Regions from separate parts of the Anas platyrhynchos genome. Here region 2 is linked to region 1. A link is a contact called in public Hi-C data. All regions are on one chromosome and are shown on one strand. Each heading gives the region's core, a stretch centred on a gene start, on an enhancer-like site or on the middle of the called end of the contact. The rest is flanking DNA. Distances are from core to core; before and after follow the strand shown. Region 1 overlaps ACVR2A (activin A receptor type 2A). Region 2 overlaps LOC101798800 (a long non-coding RNA gene).

What was found. A called contact is a pair of places that touch in the nucleus more often than the background predicts.
Region 2: a Hi-C map of skeletal muscle shows a contact between it and region 1, with 4 times the contacts expected there. The contact joins two enhancer-like sites. A contact is called at or near these places in 5 of 8 Hi-C or Micro-C datasets (F1 follicle, liver, skeletal muscle and 1 more).

Annotation. Positions count from the first base shown.
Region 1 is chr7:3,107,103-3,111,832 of IASCAAS_PekinDuck_T2T, reverse strand. ACVR2A (activin A receptor type 2A) reads left to right here. Exons shown (of 12, transcript XM_021275966.4): 6 at 2,229-2,372; 7 at 3,627-3,770. Among named protein-coding and RNA genes, the nearest start is that of ORC4, 29 kb to the right of the region's middle. Within about 2 kb of position 1,467, at least 1 of the 8 cell types and tissues checked has an H3K27ac peak or open chromatin away from gene starts, as enhancers often do.
Region 2 is chr7:3,410,160-3,414,741 of IASCAAS_PekinDuck_T2T, reverse strand. All of the region lies in intron 3 of LOC101798800 (a long non-coding RNA gene), which reads right to left. Among named protein-coding and RNA genes, the nearest start is that of ACVR2A, 260 kb to the right of the region's middle. Within about 2 kb of position 2,376, at least 2 of the 8 cell types and tissues checked have an H3K27ac peak or open chromatin away from gene starts, as enhancers often do.

The sequences.
Region 1 (4,730 bases), core at 218-2,717:
AAAGCAAAATCCAGGTGTATGAGAAGTATCCCATTGGTCTAGGGTGAGAGTTAGCCGCCCTGTTTTCTTTTTTATCTGGTTTTTACTCAGGAGTGATGCAGGTGCTGTAATCCAGCTGTTTTCATCAGATCTCTGAGAAGTGTCAGTGGTCTTCTGCTTGATGGTCAAGAACAAAAAAATGACCTAGTATGCTTCAAAACACTGGTAGGCTTTTTGGACAGAGGGTAGAGAAAGGACAGGGTTGTTCAGCCACTAGAGCAAGGTGAGGTTTGGGTTTCCTTCCCACAGGCAGATTGCTGGGTTCAGAACTCCAACAAGTCGTCTTGCTGCCTGATTTCGAATCCCCTGCTACACAGTGCTCAGGGTTCTTAAAAATACCAGGCTTTTACTACTAAAGATGGTCTTGTGAGTAAATTCGGGCATTGTGTTTCTAGTTTTGCATGTCTTTTTTTGCCATTTCCATAAGTAACCATGGCAATTTGAGGGCAGCGATCACCCTGCTGCCTGAAATACTCACAGAGGGCTCGGGCAGGGAATGGCAGGCGGCACGGGAGCGAGAAGCATCGGCAGTGCTGAGAGCAAGAACCTGATCCTGTGTTAGAAGCAACTTTCAGTTCTGAAACTTCACTTTCTCTTTGTTTATCCACTTTGAACCCAGCATTTTTGCTGTAACAGCTTTATTGAAGCATCTCACATCTATTCACAGAAGAATCTCATTTTTTTGAGGATAGTGTTGCAATCCTCTAATTAAAATTGTATTTCTACAGGTATTAATTTCTGTGGAGTTAGATCACAATTTCTTTGAATCGATACAAATCTCTTTATCTATAAAGCTGGTTCTTCTTGAAGCACAGATATATTTTTGCTAAGAAGCAGAGGATGGATATTTGGTCCTGTGCTTTAAGTTCTCCGAGCCTGTAGCGGCTGCAGCAGCACTTGTCTCCATTCTCCCAGCAGCAAGGTGTGCTTACAGCCACGGCTGTTCAGCAAACGTCTGTAACATGCACAAAATCTTTATGGCACCAGCTGCAGTGCTTGGACACCTCGCTATTGAGTGCTCACTGGTTGTGTTCAAGCAACTACTCCAGGGTTTTCCATTCTCTCTCTTTACAACAGCATTACAGCTGTGACTGGCGGGGGGGACAAAACAAAGCAGAAAAGGCAGGCATACGTTTTGGAGGGTTTGAGCAGCATGCTTTGGGTTTTTTCAGTGTGTTCTGCAGTGTGGGTATCACTTAAAAGCAATACCAGTCTCTCAGCTGTAGGTTCTTGCCTTCACGTGTAAGATAAGGCCCGCGGCCCAACTTCGCCATCCCCACAGTTGAAAATCTCCTTGTTACATTCAGCTGACGTGTGCTACACAGAATGTGTAAGCGACATAAAATGTAAAACACCAGATAGCCCGTGGTGTCACTTCTTTTTTTTTCTGCCAGAAAGGGAAGTTGTTCAAAACCACGTTAACATCTGTGGTCACGGGGATAACTGTGTGGGAGCCCCGTCTTGTGCCGTGGGGCTTCCCAGCTGGTCGGCTTGTACTTGCAAAGCCAGTGCTGGACTTTTTATTTTCCTAGCTGACCAGTGAAGTGCAAACACTGGGAGATAATGAAGAAGAGCAGGACATCCTCCGAAGCTCCAGTGCAGCCCAGTGGCCATACCGTTGGCCCTGAGGGGCCTTCTGCTGTGGTGCAGCTCCTGGCCCAGCTCACGAGTGTGCAAGGGCGCTTGGTGCAGCTCTCTGCGGCTCCCTGAGCCACCCAGCTCGACCTGGGGTCTTCTGTGTCCCACTGGGACACCAATAAGTGCGGGTGGGAGCGTGCTTCGTGGCTGGGCTGTTTGCTCGTGGCACATCGTGTGTGAGAAACAAACAAAAACCCACTCGGTACCGAAGTGCTCGGTTTAATTCTGTCATTTTGAAAAGCCACAAGTAGTGCTTGATCATCTCTCTCTCTTACTTTGTGCTGTGCTTTTATACCCGGTTAGATTTTTACTGTAACTGTTGTCATGCTGTCGCTTGCACATAATTCTGAGCATGTTTCACAATCTTTTTTTTTTTTTCCTTCCTGTGGACGAGGGTTGCCGTTTTGTTTCTGGTTTGTTTGGGGGAATTGGTTGTGAGGGGGTGGGTACACGATGCCAAGTCTCGGTTTACGAGCCTTTATTTCTAGTGCTGTCACCACAGATCCCAGGTATGATGGCTGAGGTAACTAACGGTGTTTACCTGCTTTCAGGATCCCGGCCCACCACCGCCGTCGCCCCTGATGGGTTTGAAGCCGTTGCAGTTGCTCGAGATCAAAGCTAGGGGAAGGTTTGGCTGCGTGTGGAAAGCTCAACTCCTGAACGAGTATGTTGCAGTCAAAATATTCCCCATTCAGGTAGGCAATAGTTCTGGTGTCCTGTGTTTATTAAAATATTGTATTGTAAACCATGTTTTCCAGTCACTGTAAGAGGCTTTATGTTAGAGAATTTTTACTGTGTATACTACAAACCTCAATATTCCACACAAATTCTCAAATACAGGAAGTATCTTCAGCCAGAGAATGTGCAGGTAGGGTTTTTATCTTAATGAAGATAAAATTTGCTAAGATTTCCTAATCATAAAAATACTTATTTGACACAAATAGTCTGAAGCACGTAAATACTGTTTGCAGCTCTCACACGTCTCCATTTGAGAAGAATCTGTTGATGTTTTTCAACTTAAAATGTACTTGGACTGAATGTAAGCTGATAAATTGGTGCCCTGAAATGCAAACCTGATGTAAGGTGCTAGTTCCAGTTAAACATGCCTCAATTGAAGGTAACAATGCTGACTTCCCAGCATACGGCTCTGAAAGCCATATTTCAGAATAGATTGTGCTCTTAATTTTAGAATCCAGAATGATGAATACAGTGATACTAGGATAGATCTGACATTAATTAAAAGCAGCCAATGCTAGTTGAGGTGGAGAAATGTACTTTTGCTTTCCAGTGGTTAACGAAGTGTTAAATTGTTGAAGAAACACATCTGTGGGTTCCTTGCCTTCTAGGAGAAATGGCACATATATATATGATGGTTTAAGTCATCAATACAGCATACATTAAAACTGAGACTTTTATCTTGCTGTTTTTAAGAAAGGAAGACGTGTTTCTAATTCTTAGCGGGTCTGTTTTGTTTTCTTAAGGTAGAACCAGTCTCAAAACAAAAGCATTGCAATGATTTCCAGTATATAGACTCTATTCCTGGCTACAGCTTTCTGTGTTTCCGTGGTTCATACCTCTGATAGTTGGTGGTGTTTTCAGATAATGCAACATATTTAATTTTTCAGACACTTTTCCAGGAAGTGTGAATGTGTAATATATTTATTTTAGGTCAGTATTTTGTAGCACAAATACTGCTACTAATCTAAACATTCATATTTTTATAATAATCAGTCTCATAACGTTAATGGCATATACCATGCTTTCTTTATTTTTGGTAATAAATCCTGATTTGCCGATTTGACCAAAAATTAAGTTTTAATCGTATTGACAGATCATTTAGCAATACACAATGAATTACAGGAGGAAATGTCTGACAGGGAAAGTACCTCTTATGCTTATCATCATGGTATTAACTTGTCGTGTTGTGTTTTTGTTGTTTTTCTTTAAAGGACAAACAGTCCTGGCAGAATGAATATGAAATTTACAGTTTACCAGGAATGAAGCATGACAATATTCTACAGTTCATCGGTGCAGAGAAACGAGGCACTAGCATTGATGTCGACCTCTGGTTAATTACAGCATTTCACGAAAAGGTATGGGTAACTCCCAAAGTAGCATCTTTTTTTTTTTTTTAATCATCATTATGATGGAAGAAGAGTAGCCTTAGAAATTTGTTGCCAATGTGAATTTTAGACAGTTAAGAAATAAATCTTAATAGAGAAGTTATACAAAACAAATGAAGAGATTTTTTTCTACCTGTTGCTTCTTAGAATACGTATATTTTGGCATGTCCCCATTCTAAATCTGCCTGGATTAAACAATCTCCATTTCACAAAGGTTGTGGTGCTATGTTTCAATTCTGGCATTTTTGTCCCATTTATACCTATTCTTTAATCACTTAGATTAAAACAATCCAAATATTTACATTTTTGACAGATCTTCACAGTCAAGTAGATAATAGCAAACAAATTTGCCTTTCTGAAAAGATAGTGCCAATTTTTGAGGGCTTTAAGCTTGTTAGAAAGATAGTATCTGAGATGGCTCTGGAAAGTAAGAATTTTTAAAATGTAGTCACTATGTTTTAACAGCACTGTGTTCATTATTCCCTTTTCTCTTGGCTTAAGTAACATGACATGGTGACATGTCGAACTGGAGCATCTCTAAATCCATGAGAACGTATCCACAGAGTGGGGTATAGAAGGGAGTTTGAGACAAGTGCTTCATGTTGGCTAGGTTTTGCTTCTCGTTGTCTCTTTATTCAAAGCATTTCACTCTGAAACTGCTGCAGAGCTGGGACTTACTGTCATTAGTCCGGAAGGGAATAAAGCCTGTCAGTTAAAGGTCTCAGAACGAGCATCCCAATTTAGCAGGATTCTTGCAGGTGAATCTAACCTGCAGTTTCCTGTGCCTGGAAGGTTACAAATCACCCTGGTTAAAGCAGGGTTGTCTTTATAAAGAACTTAAACATCTGTAAGCCCAGCTCCTCTTTCTGACATCACCAGTTAATGCAGTTCATTGGCATGTGTGCTGCTGGCCTTGAGTTAATTATGCTG
Region 2 (4,582 bases), core at 1,127-3,626, 300 kb before region 1:
TAACACAGACTTTTTGGTTAGTTTTGTGCCTTACTGAAACAAAAATGATAGGTGCCACGATGGCTCTGAGCCCAACGGAGGAATAAATTTTGGCGATTTTTCTCTACTTTTTTTCAGCCTCTTGAGCAGTGGAGAAGGTCACTGTACGGTTGTGTTAAAACTATGATTAAGATTTGTGTTTTTTTTTAAGGCAATTTCCGTGTTTTCTTGAGGCAGGGGCAGCGGGAGGCGATGTTTGCGCGCTGCCCCCACACGAGGGCGCCGTCCCCTCAGAAATGCGCGGCACCCAGGACCCAGGGCCCGGCCCCAGGCCCGGATCGCCCCGTGCAGGCCTTCGGGGACACCAAAGTCATTTTCCGAGCTATTCCCTTTTAATTCGAGTGGCAGGCGAAGGATAAGACAAATCTGTGCCTCAGTTGTGACATGACAGGGATAAAACTTTTATATTTTGCTCCATAAGAGCGGCCTTTGCCGGTCTTCCCCTCACCTTCGCCTCCCACCACTGCCCTGGCCATGGCAGCTCTGTCAGCCAGGCCCAAGCAGCTTCATTGCTGCCATCTCTGCAATTTTTACCCTATTTCTGAAGTATTTACACAGAAATGCTTTATTTACATAGCCTAAATCTCCCCAGCCACCCAATTACTGACATAATTCATCAGCAGGTCCACGCTAGAGTGGTTAAAGTGATTTTTCAACTCTGACTCGCACAAAGCATGTATGCAGATATGAAACAGTTAAAATATTTAAATCACAAATATTAATGATGCAAATTGAGCTCACTTTGGTATCTTAATCCTCCCTCGCTGCTGCTCTGTCATGTGCGCTCAGTGTGACTGGGTTCCTGCGGAGAGGGCGTAGTCACAGGCCATGTCCTAATACACACCCAGGAGGAATGGGATGAAGCTTGCACAGCCCTAAATCTGCTCCTTCCTAACTTCGAATGCTTGACTCGAAAACTAAATAACGGGGCTTTCCTCGGCAAGCTCTGATCAACATAATATGGCACAAAGAGGCGGCACCTCCCCAGTTTGGGAGCATCCCCTGTAGATGTTCCAGACCTAAGCCCAGATAAGGTGACGTCCAGAAGTCAGCCTGAGCCCTTGTGGTGGAAGTCATGGTCATGGTCAGTCCTGGTTCCCCCTGCAAGAATTACAGCAGGTTATACAGAAGGACTTTGAAAAAGAATATCACTTTCAAGTGAACGTATAATTTGTCAAGAGTCTTCTTGGGATATTAAGATATAAGGACATTTCTCCTACCTAATATTACTTTACAGGAGCTTCACGTAACTTTCCATGCTTTGCAAACTTTAACAATTAGCTTGAAGTAGGTGTCTTCCCGTGGTAAGCCAAAATATTAGGGAACATGATTATATACCTGTCCTCAGCTTCTCACTGCTTATAACCCGACATGATCCAAAAGCTTGAAGACAAAATTTCTGAGACACAACTTACACCTACAGCAGAGCCAGCTGCTCACATATTTAAAGCCGTGTATACAAACGTGTATCGAGTTACAAGAGGGTGGCAGAACAGGGAAGCACCACACGTTTCTACCTACTAATTACCATCAAATGGGAAAAGATTTGATAATATGCTGTACACTTCTCAGAAGAGGTCTCATCTTCTTTCTTTACGTTTATTAACGAACTTGGTCTATAATTAAAATAACAGCTTGAATCCTGATGATAAAGCGACACGAATACTTTACTCTTCACTTTTTCGCTGATGTGCAACATGTTTTGTGCCATGAATGTTCATTTTGTCACATTTCCTAATTAATAAAGAATAAAAGAGCATTTCAGATGGTTCAGCCTCATCTAAAACCCTTGTTTTATGGCTTTCTCCCACTACGCACAAGCAAGCAGGCTTGGCAACGGGACTTTTGTCCTCTGAGCAGAGCTCGGGCGAGCCAAGGATGCCTCCCCAGGAGCTACAGGTCTCCAGACATTTAGGTGTTTATGTGAATTAAACATCTGGTGAAGTCAGCACTACATAGACATGAAACAATGGAAAGTAAAGCTTTTTTGAGATCAGCTAGGCTCCTTTCCTACACACACACGCATTTAATTACAGCAGTTGGATCAAGCTGCCAGTGCCTTGTGCTCTTTTTTCCCCCATATATAATACAAAAAAAGTAAAGACTTAAGAAACATCCTCTTGGTTTCCTAAAAGATACATATTTCACATTTCCAAGGTGGCCATTAAATACATTGTACTCATCTCATCAATCTTTACCTCTCATCTTAGACCCTCAGGATGCAACATGAGCTTTACAGGAAGCTTTCATAATGCTGCCCATCCTTGACCACATTGTTTGGGAGAGGCTGCTGCTCACACCATCACATTAAATTCCTGTGGTTTTATCCTGAGTAAGTGTTATTTGGAAACTTTTCTTTGGATGCAAACAGGCAACCGAGCAGATTTATGTATGCCTGTAGGTATGCATATGCACACGAATCACATGCTGCATTTTATCTTCCTTTAATCTTCTTCTTCTATTAATTCAGCATGTGCTCTCAGGATGGGACTACCAGAGGGATGATGGGCACGCTGAAATCCTGGCCATGCAACTGGCCTCACCACACTCCCATTAAAGGCAACAAATCATGAAGCAAAATTTCATGTACCAGCAATGAACTGCCATTGCTACCTGGAACTGCCTTCCAAAAGCAAGAACGTAATGAATGAGCAGAGGAGCCTTCTCTAATTCATGCATTTATATAATGTCAAAAATTATGTCGCTGATGCTTCCATTCATCTAAATTTGCCTGGCAATAAGTCAGGCTGCCCACAGAATTTTCTGTTAACAATTACAGATGCACGGCTGCAATTATGGCTTTGCCCACACTGTTCACCTAGTGCTGGATAGTGCCAAAATGACTCTGTCTGTATATATACAAACATGCGTTTTCAAGCACAGCTTTAAATTTCCTCACTTTATCCTGAAATCACTACTAAAAATAGTTTTTAGGGTCTTCTAATCTGCTTTTCTATTTCATGTACTTTGATAGTTCTTTTTGCTGCAGGAAAAAAAATAAAATACATCTAACAGACTTCATGGACAGGAATCCTCCCTTGATTTCATCCTAAGACACTTGCAGTCTCTCTATGCTCCTACACAGACTACCCAAGTCAGTATTTTTCTAAATGTTTGTTTAGCATAAGGCCAATTATTTCATACATAAAGCCAGAAATAGAAAGGCAAGGTTAGAGAGCTGTCAGTTAATTGATAAACATGAGTGAAATCAATATTCACCGTCCTTTATGGCAAGGCCAGTGATGTAGATACTTGACTACCAATGAAAAGGTTCCTGAAATTTCATTTACACATTTGTCCAGGAGCTAGAAATAAATAGATTTGTTGACATTCACGGATAAAGACTACTTGGATAAACAGAGCTTCAGATCTGAAACACCCTGATTTTACAGGAATGCTCCCACTCTTCCTTCATTCCCAGTACCATGACCTCACACCATCTATATAGATTTACCATGTAACTGCCAGAAATAAAAAAAATCCTTTTCAAAAAATAAGTAAAAAGGGAAACAAAACTACAGTCCAGCATAAAGGAAAAGTAATTACAAAAGCATTTCATTGTTCAATTTTTTATTTAAAAAGAAAAAAAAAAAAAAAAAAAGATTGCAGCAGATTTAGTATCATTTGCCTTTAGGACAAGTCGTTTTGAAATTTTTTTTACATCTCTGATTTTTTTTTACATCTTTACACCATACCAAGATAAAAAATATATAGCAATTATCAAATTATCACCATTTATGTACAAAAATGTAAATTTCTAGAAACCTAAAGTATTTTTCTAAATCATTTCTTCTTCATCTACAACTGCAGTTGCCAGACCTTCCTTCTCTTCATGAACGTTGCCTGCTACATTAGCAATTAATTTGGCCTTGTCTTCATCTACTGAAAAAACAAACAAACAAACAAACAAAAAAAAAAAAACCAAGTAACACAACTAACAGCAATAAAAATACTTCTTGGTCCAAAAGTAATGCCTTTACCACAAAAAGAAATACTGGTTTGCACCGGGAAGCCACTGCAGGTTGGACATGGTCAACCCTTGTCTGACCAGGAGAGACTCAATGCCCCATCTGCAAAGTAGTGACTTGCACGATGACAAATGTCACACAGATAAACAGTAATTATGGACGTGTTGGACTTTAAGAGAAAGCGATCAGTTCAATCACTGCACTGCTGTGGTTCGTATTAAAAGTTACTTCTCTAAATCAGCCACCTCTACGAATTCCAAAGATGACCTTTCTAGAGAATATTTTTATTATATATATATTTTTTTTTATTAATTGCTGTTCAAATAGCTTGCTTAGAAAATAAAAGACAAACAACTCTCTCTCCTTGTAACAATTAGGAGAGATGATAAAGCTCACATTTCTAACTTAGTTAATTTAGCATGTCAAAAACCAATCTTTCCCTGGTAATTTCAATACACTGAATGTCACGGAAAGGCCAAGTGACAGATTGCTGCATTTCAGTCAGAACACTCATCCTACTAAAAATGTAATCACTGATGTTCAGATTTCATTTGACTATGCACTGTACAATACTT